3 separate regions of the Ovis aries genome follow, and regions 2 and 3 are each linked to region 1. The links are chromatin contacts, called in public Hi-C maps. All regions are on one chromosome and are shown on one strand. Each heading gives the region's core, a stretch centred on a gene start, on an enhancer-like site or on the middle of the called end of the contact. The rest is flanking DNA. Distances are from core to core; before and after follow the strand shown.

What was found. Hi-C and Micro-C count contacts between places; a contact is called where the count stands out from the background.
Region 2: a Hi-C map of hypothalamus shows a contact between it and region 1, with 5 times the contacts expected there. The contact joins the enhancer-like site here to the promoter of PHLDA1 in region 1. A contact is called at or near these places in 12 of 16 Hi-C or Micro-C datasets (blood, hypothalamus, liver and 6 more).
Region 3: a contact with region 1 is called in a Hi-C map of liver, with 3 times the contacts expected there. The contact joins the enhancer-like site here to the promoter of PHLDA1 in region 1. A contact is called at or near these places in 2 of 16 Hi-C or Micro-C datasets (liver and tail adipose tissue).

What each region holds. Positions count from the first base shown.
Region 1 is chr3:112,065,835-112,069,078 of ARS-UI_Ramb_v3.0, forward strand. It overlaps PHLDA1 (pleckstrin homology like domain family A member 1), which reads right to left and starts at 1,564. Exons shown (of 2, transcript XM_012173944.4): 1 at 351-1,564. The coding sequence starts at 1,558. The coding sequence ends at 377.
Region 2 is chr3:111,580,102-111,583,345 of ARS-UI_Ramb_v3.0, forward strand. No RefSeq gene overlaps it. Among named protein-coding and RNA genes, the nearest start is that of KRR1, 47 kb to the left of the region's middle. Within about 2 kb of position 1,785, at least 5 of the 54 cell types and tissues checked have an H3K27ac peak or open chromatin away from gene starts, as enhancers often do. A contact at or near this core is called in hypothalamus, where this site is marked.
Region 3 is chr3:111,747,720-111,750,963 of ARS-UI_Ramb_v3.0, forward strand. No RefSeq gene overlaps it. Among named protein-coding and RNA genes, the nearest start is that of KRR1, 210 kb to the left of the region's middle. Within about 2 kb of position 1,547, at least 3 of the 54 cell types and tissues checked have an H3K27ac peak or open chromatin away from gene starts, as enhancers often do. A contact at or near this core is called in liver, where this site is marked.

The DNA of each region.
Region 1 (3,244 bases), core at 314-2,813:
ATCCGGCCCGCGGACAAAGGAGCTAAGACAAACACCGGGGTCGCTCCCTCGAGTGCCCGCAGTCCAGCGGCGCCGAGCGCGCCAGGAGACGGCCGGCGGCGCGGCCGGGGCCGGGGGCGCGCGTCCCGGACGCGGGCGGGTCGGCGGCGCTGCGGGCACCTTCCCGCCCAGCGCGCGTTCCTCAGCCTGCCCTCCCCGCCCGGCCTCTGCTGCCTGCAGCCTGTGCCCTTCTCTCCACCTCCCAGAAACCCAGGTTCATTGCTCCCTTGCCCACCCAAGAGCCGAACCCGTGAGCAGGCTTCCGGCTCTGACACCCCCAGAGCCGCTCCCCGGACCCGCGCCGACCTTACCGCGTTCGGGCCGGGTGCTGCCCTCTTCAGGCCGAGTTGGAGGTGCTGCGGAGGAGCCGGTGGCCGTGCGCCTGCGAGAGCGGCGGTGGGTGCGGGTGCGGTAGTGGGTGCGCGTGCGGGTGCGGGTGCGGGTGAGGGTGCGAATGCGGGTACGGATGAAGCGGCTGCGGCTGCGGCTTCGGCTGAGCCTGGGGTTTGGGCTGGGGCTGCGGTTTGGGTTGGGGCTGCGGCTGGGCTTGGGACTGAGGCTGCGGCTGGGCTTGGCTTTGGGGCTGAAGCGGCTGCGGCTGCGGAGGCTGTTGCTGGACCAAGTGCTGTTGCTTCTGCCGCGTGGACTTGACCGCCAGGATGGCCTGGCGATTCTTGTACTGCACCATCTGCAACGTGATCTCGGCGTTCCAGCCCTGGTCCTGCGGGCACCGAAAGTCGATCTCCTTGCCCTCAGCCATCACCACGGTGAAGTACATGTACTTGCCCTTGCGCTCCACGCAGTCCACGGTCTTCATGTTGGAAAAGTGCAATTCCTTGAGCTTGACCGGCGGCTCGAGGCTGGCCACGGCGGGGCCTCCGGGTTGGGACGGCTCGACCGAACCCTGCCCGGGCTGCTGTTGCTGCTGCTGCTGCTGCTGGTGGTGTTGCAGCTGTTTGGGTGGGATGAGCAGCAGCCCCTCCTCGGTGAGGATGCAGCACTTCTTCTTCCAGAGCTGCAGCAGCCCGTCGCTGCGCTTCTCCAACACGCCCTCCTTCAGCGCCTTGCAGCCGCTGCTCTCCAACATCCTCCCGGCATAGGGGGCGCCGCCGCTCGGCTCGGCCTCTCCGCTTCCAGCCGCCCGGGTCGGGGGCAGCAGCAGCAGCCGCGCGCCGTCCTCGCCCCAACGGCTCCCGCGGCCTCCGGGCCGGAGCGCGCAGAGGAGGCTAACGCGCAGAAAGCAGGGCGGCGGCGGCGGCGGCGGCGGCTCGGGGTCCGGGCAGCAGGGCAGCCGCGTCCTGATGCGCCACAAGGTCCCGGAGCTGCGAGCCGCCGGGGCTCCGCCGTCCTCTTGCGAGCGCTCACTGAAGGGCACTGGCCGGGCCCCCTCGCGGCGCTTTTGAATGGGCCATATCCCCCACCCCCGAGTGACACCCAGCGGAAAAGGCGGCTCCTGGCGCCCGCGCCGCGGGGGAAAGCCCAGCTTGGAGAGGCGCTCTGCCGCCGGCGCGCGCCTCATTCACTTGGGGCCTTTCCAAAGCCGGCCGGTCCACGCCCCCCGCGCCCCGCGCCCCGCCTCCCGCCGCCCACTCGCTTCCGCGCTCCTTCCCCAGGCTGGCGGCCGGGACGCGAGCCCCGGAAACTCGTCTCCTCCGCCCGGGGCCGCGGCTGAGGGCGCCCCGACTGCCGGGCGAAGAATGCCGACGCGCAGAGGGCGCCGAGAGGCCATCTCCAGCCGTCGCGCCTCTCCGCCCGGCGGGGCTCTCTGCGGAGAGCCTCGGGTGGGCACGGGACTGCCCAGGTGGGCGCAGTTGCCAGACCGCCAGGCACGCCAGGCGGACCCTCTGCGCTCCGGAACTCGCCCTGAGGACTCGCGCTGGGTTCCGAAATCTCGCAGAGCCCGCTCCAGGCCTGGGCCAGCGAGGAACTGGGGCTGAGGTTCGCACGCCGCGGAGTCCCGCGAACTGTGCCTCCCCCGGACCCCACGTAGACATCTTAGTGCGCAAAGGGCGAGAGGAAATGGTGTCTTTACACTCACACTCGCTTACGGCCACTACCCAGCTCTTCTTAGAGCGCGCGATTGTTAAGAGCAACCGTCTGTCCCTTTTGGAGTGGATAGAAGGGAACCCACTAGAAATGACATTTCGCCTTCCTTTTTTCGAGCCTGGAGCGCAAGCACTCCTTATCTTACGTGACACAAGCCCTTAGGCTTCCTCTTGACCCATCCGTACAGCCTGCAGTCTCTTACAAGAGTAACTGCAAATTGCGGTAACATCCGGTTCTGAGATTCCGCACTTTAACCTCAGAAGGGTGGGTTAACCTCCGAAGGGTGGGTTGGCCTCCGCGGACCCGTCCCTTTGCAAACGCCCAACAGGTCATATCTCTCCTAATCTCACTTATCTGTAACCCTGGGGAAGGTCATTCTGTGCTCGCCCCTAGCTCCCTCCTACTCCATTTAAGCAATTTCTATAGAAACTCTGGGAAACAAAGATTAAAGAGCATAAACCGAAACCAAACCTCTTAAGGAAATGTACTAGAGAATCCCAACTATATACCCACCCTGAAAAATATGAATTACACAAAAGAAAGAAATGAGGGATGGACAAGTCGGAGTCGGCCAGGGTACCAGGAAAGGGTGCTACTTGTGCCCAAGAAGGAAGGAGAGCTGAGTTCATCCGTAGTGTCTGTCATCTGGCTGGAACAAAGAATTCAAGGGGGAAGAAGCGACACATGAGCTTGGAGAACCCCTCAAGAGTCAAATTCTTTGTGTCACGCTTAAGAAATTCGAGGTTCATCCCAAGGTAATCGAGAACAAAGGATAACTTTTAATCACGGGAGGGTCCCGAATCTTGATGGAAGGAACGTTTCAGCACAGAAAACAATTCCAGCGCAGTCCTGACACCCACTGAACTGCACTTAGCATCCTCAGGGCCTTCACACTGTTGATAGATGAGCAGTCTTGGTAGGAGAAAGGCGATTAAAATCATGTAAAGATCTCTAGTAAAACAATTCTGTGTAACAATGACAAACACTACACCTGGTATCTGTTTTCCCCCTGCCTTTGCAGGACAAGTGAGCATTCCAAAGAATTTCCACATGACCAGCTGTTCATCTTTTTAACAGAATGCCATTCTTCAGCTCCTTTAGAAAGGATGCTTCCAGTCTCTGAGGCAGGTGTAGTGGCGAAAGACATTTCATATGGAAA
Region 2 (3,244 bases), core at 535-3,034, 490 kb before region 1:
TTGGTGATGCCATCCAACCATCTCATCCTCTGTCGTCCCCTTCTCCTCCTCCTGCCCTCAATCTTTCCCAGCATCAGGGTCTTTTCCAGGGAGTCAGTTCTTCGCATCAGGTGGCCGAAGTATTGAAGCTTCAGCTTCAGCATCAGTCTCTCCAAATCCTGCTGCTGCTGCTGCTGCTAAGTCGCTTCAGTCGTGTCCGACTCTGTGCGACCCCAGAGAGGGCAACCCACCAGGCTCCCCTGTCCCTGGGATTCTCCAGGCAAGAACACTGGAGTGGGTTGCCATTTCCTTCTCCAATGCATGAAAGTGAAAAGTGAAAGTGAAGTCACTGAGTCGTGTCCAACTCTCAGCGACCCCATGGACTGCAGCCCCCCCCCCCCCCCCCCCCCCCCGGGCTCCTCCATCCATGGGATTTTCCAGGCTAGAGTACTGAAGTGTTGATATTTATTCTCCCCACTAGAGGGCAGTGCTTGAAAGGATTACAGTCCTTACCTCTGAAGTTAATACAACGGACTGGAACAAACCCTAGTATTGTTACTTCCCCTAACCCACGCAGAGAGCACATAAAGATTTTATTTCTTTGAAGGAAAAAGGAGAAAGAAATATGTTTGCTCTAACATGACGCAGAAATCAATGATGATGCTGTCTTAACTTGCTGAGCTTGGAGAAAGAGAAACGCTAGTAAAATTTAATACTCTGAATCATCAAAGGATAAATGGAAGAAGACATCTTTATAAATGTAAGTGAAATCCTTTTATGATAAACTCTTAAAGATGGAATATTGCGACCAAATGCTCAGAAAAATAATCTCTGTTGCTTTGGTTTGATTATCATTAGAATTTACTGGAATGAACAACTTAGTTCAATAAGCATCTTTTTTCTTTTGTCAGTATAATGGTTACACAGGGTGTATGGTGCAAAATACAAGCTCAAAAAATACATACTATTATGTAATGGTTAATCTTTGCCCTTTGAAAAAAGGATGAGTGCTGAAAGGGCAGAGTTGGTATTCAAAGATGGATTTAAAAGCTGCGGAAATTTGCTAAGAACACCTTGGGTTACCTGCTTGAATCTTCCAGAGTGTCACTAATTAGAAAGGCTGTTAAAGTGGAAGCATTGTTTCCTTAAACCATAATTAAAGCCCACGGTTCTCGGGTCTTGACCTCTGCTTTAGCGAAGATAACTGGGACCCTGAGGGATTCACTGAGAATTCTTACTTTTCAAAACAATCTCGTGAGGTTGGGGGACAGGAGGAATACACTGAGAGACTAAATCAGCAGTTTATCAAGGGGCTCCCAGTCCAAACCACCTCATTTTTTTTCTGGTCAGCCCAGGCGATTCACTGTCAGCAAGTAGATACTGAGTGCTTACAGAGTCACAGAATGAGCAATTTGTGGAGAGCCTGGAGCAGTGCTGGGTCCTATAGGAGGTTCCAAATTTTAAATCTTTTCCCTGCCCTGAAGGATAAATGAATATACTCAACTTCACTGTGAAAATGGAAAGAGTTCAGGTGTAAGGGTGGGGCTGGAGGGCACTTCTTGATTCACCAAATTCAATAAAGCAGAAGCCCTCCCCTCTAAGAGCTGCCAACCTAATGGAGAAGGCACCCTGACACCCGGTTAACCTTCTGTTTCCCTAGCTGCTCTGTGTTTATCTGAAGAGTTTTTATTCAGAGAACAGTATGTGTTCATTCTCATTGTTTGCCCTTGACTTAAAGGGAACAGTCCTGAAGACACCCCAAGGAAGATCGTTAACAAAAATCACCAGAGTCTGGAAGATGATTCTTATTCACTCTCCGGGAGCTGTGTAGACTCTGACGGCCCTGCCCAAGGCAATAACTACTCTCTGCAACACCGACAGTTTTCCTCTTTGTAGAATGAAATTACAGAAACACCCACGTCACAGGATTCAGCATGTGGATGGACAGGAAATAAGGGTAGAAGCCACTCTGATGAGCCTCACAGAGGTCTTTCTGTTCGGGACCCATTGCGATCTTAGAGACTTCACTCATTTCAAAGCAATAGGCTTTATTCAGCCTTCATTTTGGGTGTGCAAACATTTAGCCCCAGATAAATGGAGGCTCTATTATCCACATTTCAAATGGTTTTTAACTTTAAAAGCCTTAAAGCAGACTTTTTTCTGGAAATAGGCTTTTTTTTTTTTTTTTTCCCTTTTGAAATGAATTAGCTGCAATTATAGAATGCTGGACCTGGAAGAGATTTCAGAGATCTTTTACATACATACACACTCCCGATTTACAGAAAAGGAGAGAAAAATCAGGCTGTTTTCCCTAAGTCAAGAGCAAATTTTTAGAAGCGCTGGAACCATGTTTTCTGATTCTCAGCCCTGGGGTTGGTCAGCTGAGAGCAACAAACACAAGATGTGAATCAGATACAAAGAAAAACTGACTTTAAGGCTACCACATCGCTCAGGGAGGTCTGTTTGTTCATGATTTCTACATTATATAGCTAGCTATTTCAGAAATACAGCTACAAGAAATATTGAAGTACCAATATAAAGAGGAATGAAAAACCAAGTGTATAATTATTCTGTGCAGTCACCAGCCCATCAGGTATTTTCAGTCTTATCAAAATCAACATGGCAATAAAATGTCTCCTTGTCCTTCCAACTTCCTTATTAAAAGGCATTAAATTTGTTTTTCTCACACAGAGAAAGATAAGGTTGTTAATTGTAGGAACTGCTTATCAGCAAAAATGTAGAATAGCAGGAGAGTCATTTGATGGTTTAGCTAAGAAGAAAAAGCAATGGAGGAAGGAAGGAATACAGAATAAAGAAAGGCTCAAGGAATGAACATGGAGTCAATGTTCATAATGAATTTAGTATCTGTAAATGGAAATATTTCCTAGAAAGTATTCTTTGTATTTTGTAAAAAGGAGATAATATAAAATATAGAAGTATGAACATATGTAAAATTGCCAATTAAAATTAAAGGAATAAACTGAGAGAGCAAAGGACAGAGGAGCCTGGCATGCTGCAGTCCATGGGGTCACAAAGAGTTGGACACGACTTAGCAACTGAATAACAACAACTTTTGCTAGGACAAATGAAAACTACCACCCCGACTTCAGGATGATCCTGGCAAGATTGTGCATGACTGGGGTGAACACAAAGTGTGAAGGGAAAGGGGCCTCAGAGTCTACTGCAAACCTGAGTCTCATAAATCCTGTCAACAACTGGAGTTCGGAGATGTCTTAGGTTGTAAGAAGTTTATTTCACAGTGGCT
Region 3 (3,244 bases), core at 297-2,796, 320 kb before region 1:
CTCATCTTGATGATTCACTGAGATGACTTCTCTTCTTCCCTTTAAAACATTCATGGTCGAGCAGAATCAGGGAGTGGATTTGGGAGGGATGCCAACTCCACCATCCCCCCAGATTGCTGGCATTCTGATTAGAGGCAACTTTCCTTTCTATCAACGTGTGTGAATTTTGCGAGCAGTGTAAGTGAGTCGCTAAAATGATCACCTGCACAGAAGTCAGGAGGTCTGGGTTCATTTCAGGCTTTTCTTGTGTGACTTTGTGTAAATCATTTAACCCCTTTGGATCTCAAATTCCTCAATCCTACAATTAAACTCAAGTAAGTGTGTTTTCAGCCACTGAAAATAGAAGGGAATTTGTCTAGATCAGCACTGTCCAGTAGAACTTCAGCAAAGGAGGAAATGGTCCACATTTGTGCTACCCAATACGGTAGCCACTGGCCATACTGAGCAGCACATGAAATGTGAGTACTACGACTGAGGAATGAATATTTAATTTTATCTAATTTTAATAATTCACAATTGAAAACAAACACATGGCTAGTGGTTGCCGTATAGGTTCAATTATTTCTAAATTGCCTACTGAAAGTTTTGTTTTGATGATTTCTAAACCTAGCTGCTGCTGCTGCTGCTGCTGCTGCTGCTACTAAGTCGCTTCAGTCGTGTCCAGCTCTGTGCGACCCCATAGACGGCAGCCCACCAGGCTCCCCCGTCCCTGGGATTCTCCAGGCAAGAACACTGGAGTGGGTTGCCATTTCCTTCTCCAATGCATGAAAGTGAAAAGTGAAAGTGAAGTCGCTCAGTCATGTCTGACTCTTAGGAACCCCATAGACTGCAGCCTACCAGGCTCCTCCACCAATGGGATTTTCCAGGCAAGAGTATTGGAGTGGGGTGCCATTGCCTTCTCTGCTAAACTTAGCTAATGGCCCACAATAAATCCTTATTATTTCGCCTACCCTGAAATTTACTTCACAGAGTATTTGGTATATATTAATAACATTAATCTTTATCAGTGTAGCAATTAATCATCCTAATAAAAAATGGAATCCCTACATTCTACATGAGTAAGATAAAACACACGTGAAAGAATTTTATAAACTCTAAAATGCTATGAAAATATAAAGCATTATTAATAAAATATCATACCTAAATACACACCTTTGCCAAGTGCCATCTGGCATATTAGAATAAAAACTCTATTTCATAGCCCAGACCAATGGAAATTCCTTAATGGAGCCCTGTGGTAGTCCTGAAAACACACTTTCTGAATACCTTCTTACACTCACATTTAAACAAACAAATTGTAGATTCCTTTTCTTTACATCACATTCATTAAGGGTTTCAACCTGGATATTTCCATAACGCATACAAGACAATGATGGCTGTTAATTATGTAATGTCTTACAACAGTTGAGTGAGTGCATTTCTTTTGCTTTGAGACTTTGCCTAACACCAGTGAAACTCATGAAACATTGACCAGGGGAAATCCAAAAGGGCTGATTCACCGCAAGCTCATACTTTCGCCTGTGCCCGCATTTGCCTCTTTTCACCTCTGCCCCTTGGCTTCCTCTCACTGAGCTTCAGACTCTACCCTAGTCCTGCCCACGTGGCTTCCTGAGTAATGTTCCTCTCGGAGTCACAACACTCTGCCTTTCTTCTCTATTCTGTCCTTGTTTCCCCACTGCCGGCACATTCGCTTAGTTCTCTACCCTCTGACCATCCCCTTTCCAATGACCCTGAAATTACCTCCTGGGTACTGGAGAATTCCATGGACAGAGGGGCCCGCAGGGCTGCAGTCCATGGAGTTGCAAAGAGTCAGACATGACTGAGCGACTAACACACACACACTGACTTCACAGGCAGCTTAAGCTGGTGCAACCTTGAGACCATGCCTCTGACCCTTTCTCAGCTCCCCAAGATCTAGGATCCAGACCATGGATTTTGATTTGAAGGGAAGGCCTCTCTTACCAATTATTGAGGTACAAATAATTTCCCATTTTATCTTATTTTTAAGTGATTATGGAGTCTTCTACATAAAGTATACAGTTCATAGTTTGGAAAAGGTGATTTTAAAAAATAGCTTTATCATATGTATAACTGACATGCAATAAATGACATATATTTGAAGTGTAGAGTCTGTTAAATTTTGACATAACGTATACACCCAAAAGCCATCAGTACAACCAAGACTATGAGTATATCCAGTGTCCCAAAAGTTTCCTATGCCCCTTCCCTTTTCTCCTTCACTATCAGCCTTACCTGCCACTCTCACTTCTGCCCTAGATTCAGGCAGTCACTTGTCTGCCTCCTGTCCCTATAGGTTATTTTTAATTTTCTAGAATTTTAAATAAATTAAATCATACACTATGTACTCTTTTTTTTTCCCTAGCTTCTTTCCTTTTTTATTAATGAGTAGTGTTTATTTTCAGAGAAGGCAATGGCACCCCACTCCAGTACTCTTGCCTGGAAAATCCCATGGACGGAGGAGCCGGGGAGGCTGCAGTCCATGGAGTCGCGAAGAGTCGGACACGACTGAGCGACTTCACGTTCACTTTCCACTTTCATGCATTGGAGAAGGAAATGGCAACCCACTCCAGTGTTCTTGCCTGGAGAATCCCAGGGACGGGGGAGCCTGGTGGGCAGCCATCTCTGGGGTCGCACAGAGTCGGACACGACTGAAGCAACTCAGCAGCAGCCGCCGCAGTGTTTATTTTAGGATATACCATAAAATGGATCACTTTATTATTCATTCGTCTATTGACAGACATTTGAGTTGTTCCCAGTTTGGACAACAATAGATAGAGCTTCCATGAACGTTTAAGAACATCAAGCCTTTCTGTGAACATGTGACTTCATTTCTCCTGGGCGAATACCTGGGAGTTGAACGACTGGATCATTCTTTCAAGAATCTGCCAATATTCAGATACTCTCTCTTTTTAATCTTAGTTATTCTAAGAGGTGAGAGATGCATATTTTCCAGTTTCTTAAATCTGTCTCATAGTTGCTTTATCTCACTGATGCTTTATCTATTTTTTTAATTCCTTTTTGTCTTTATCTTTCATTTTGAATTCTTTCTATTGTAATGGCTTCCAGTTCACTAATCTTTTGTTTTACAGTCTCTTATTCACTGCTAATCCCACTATGGTGTGTTTTTCATCTGAAACATTATAGTTTTCATTCCAGCAATTTCAAAAACAATTGGATTTTTTATCTTCCAGGGCTCTACTTAACATCTTTCCTCTAGCTCTTG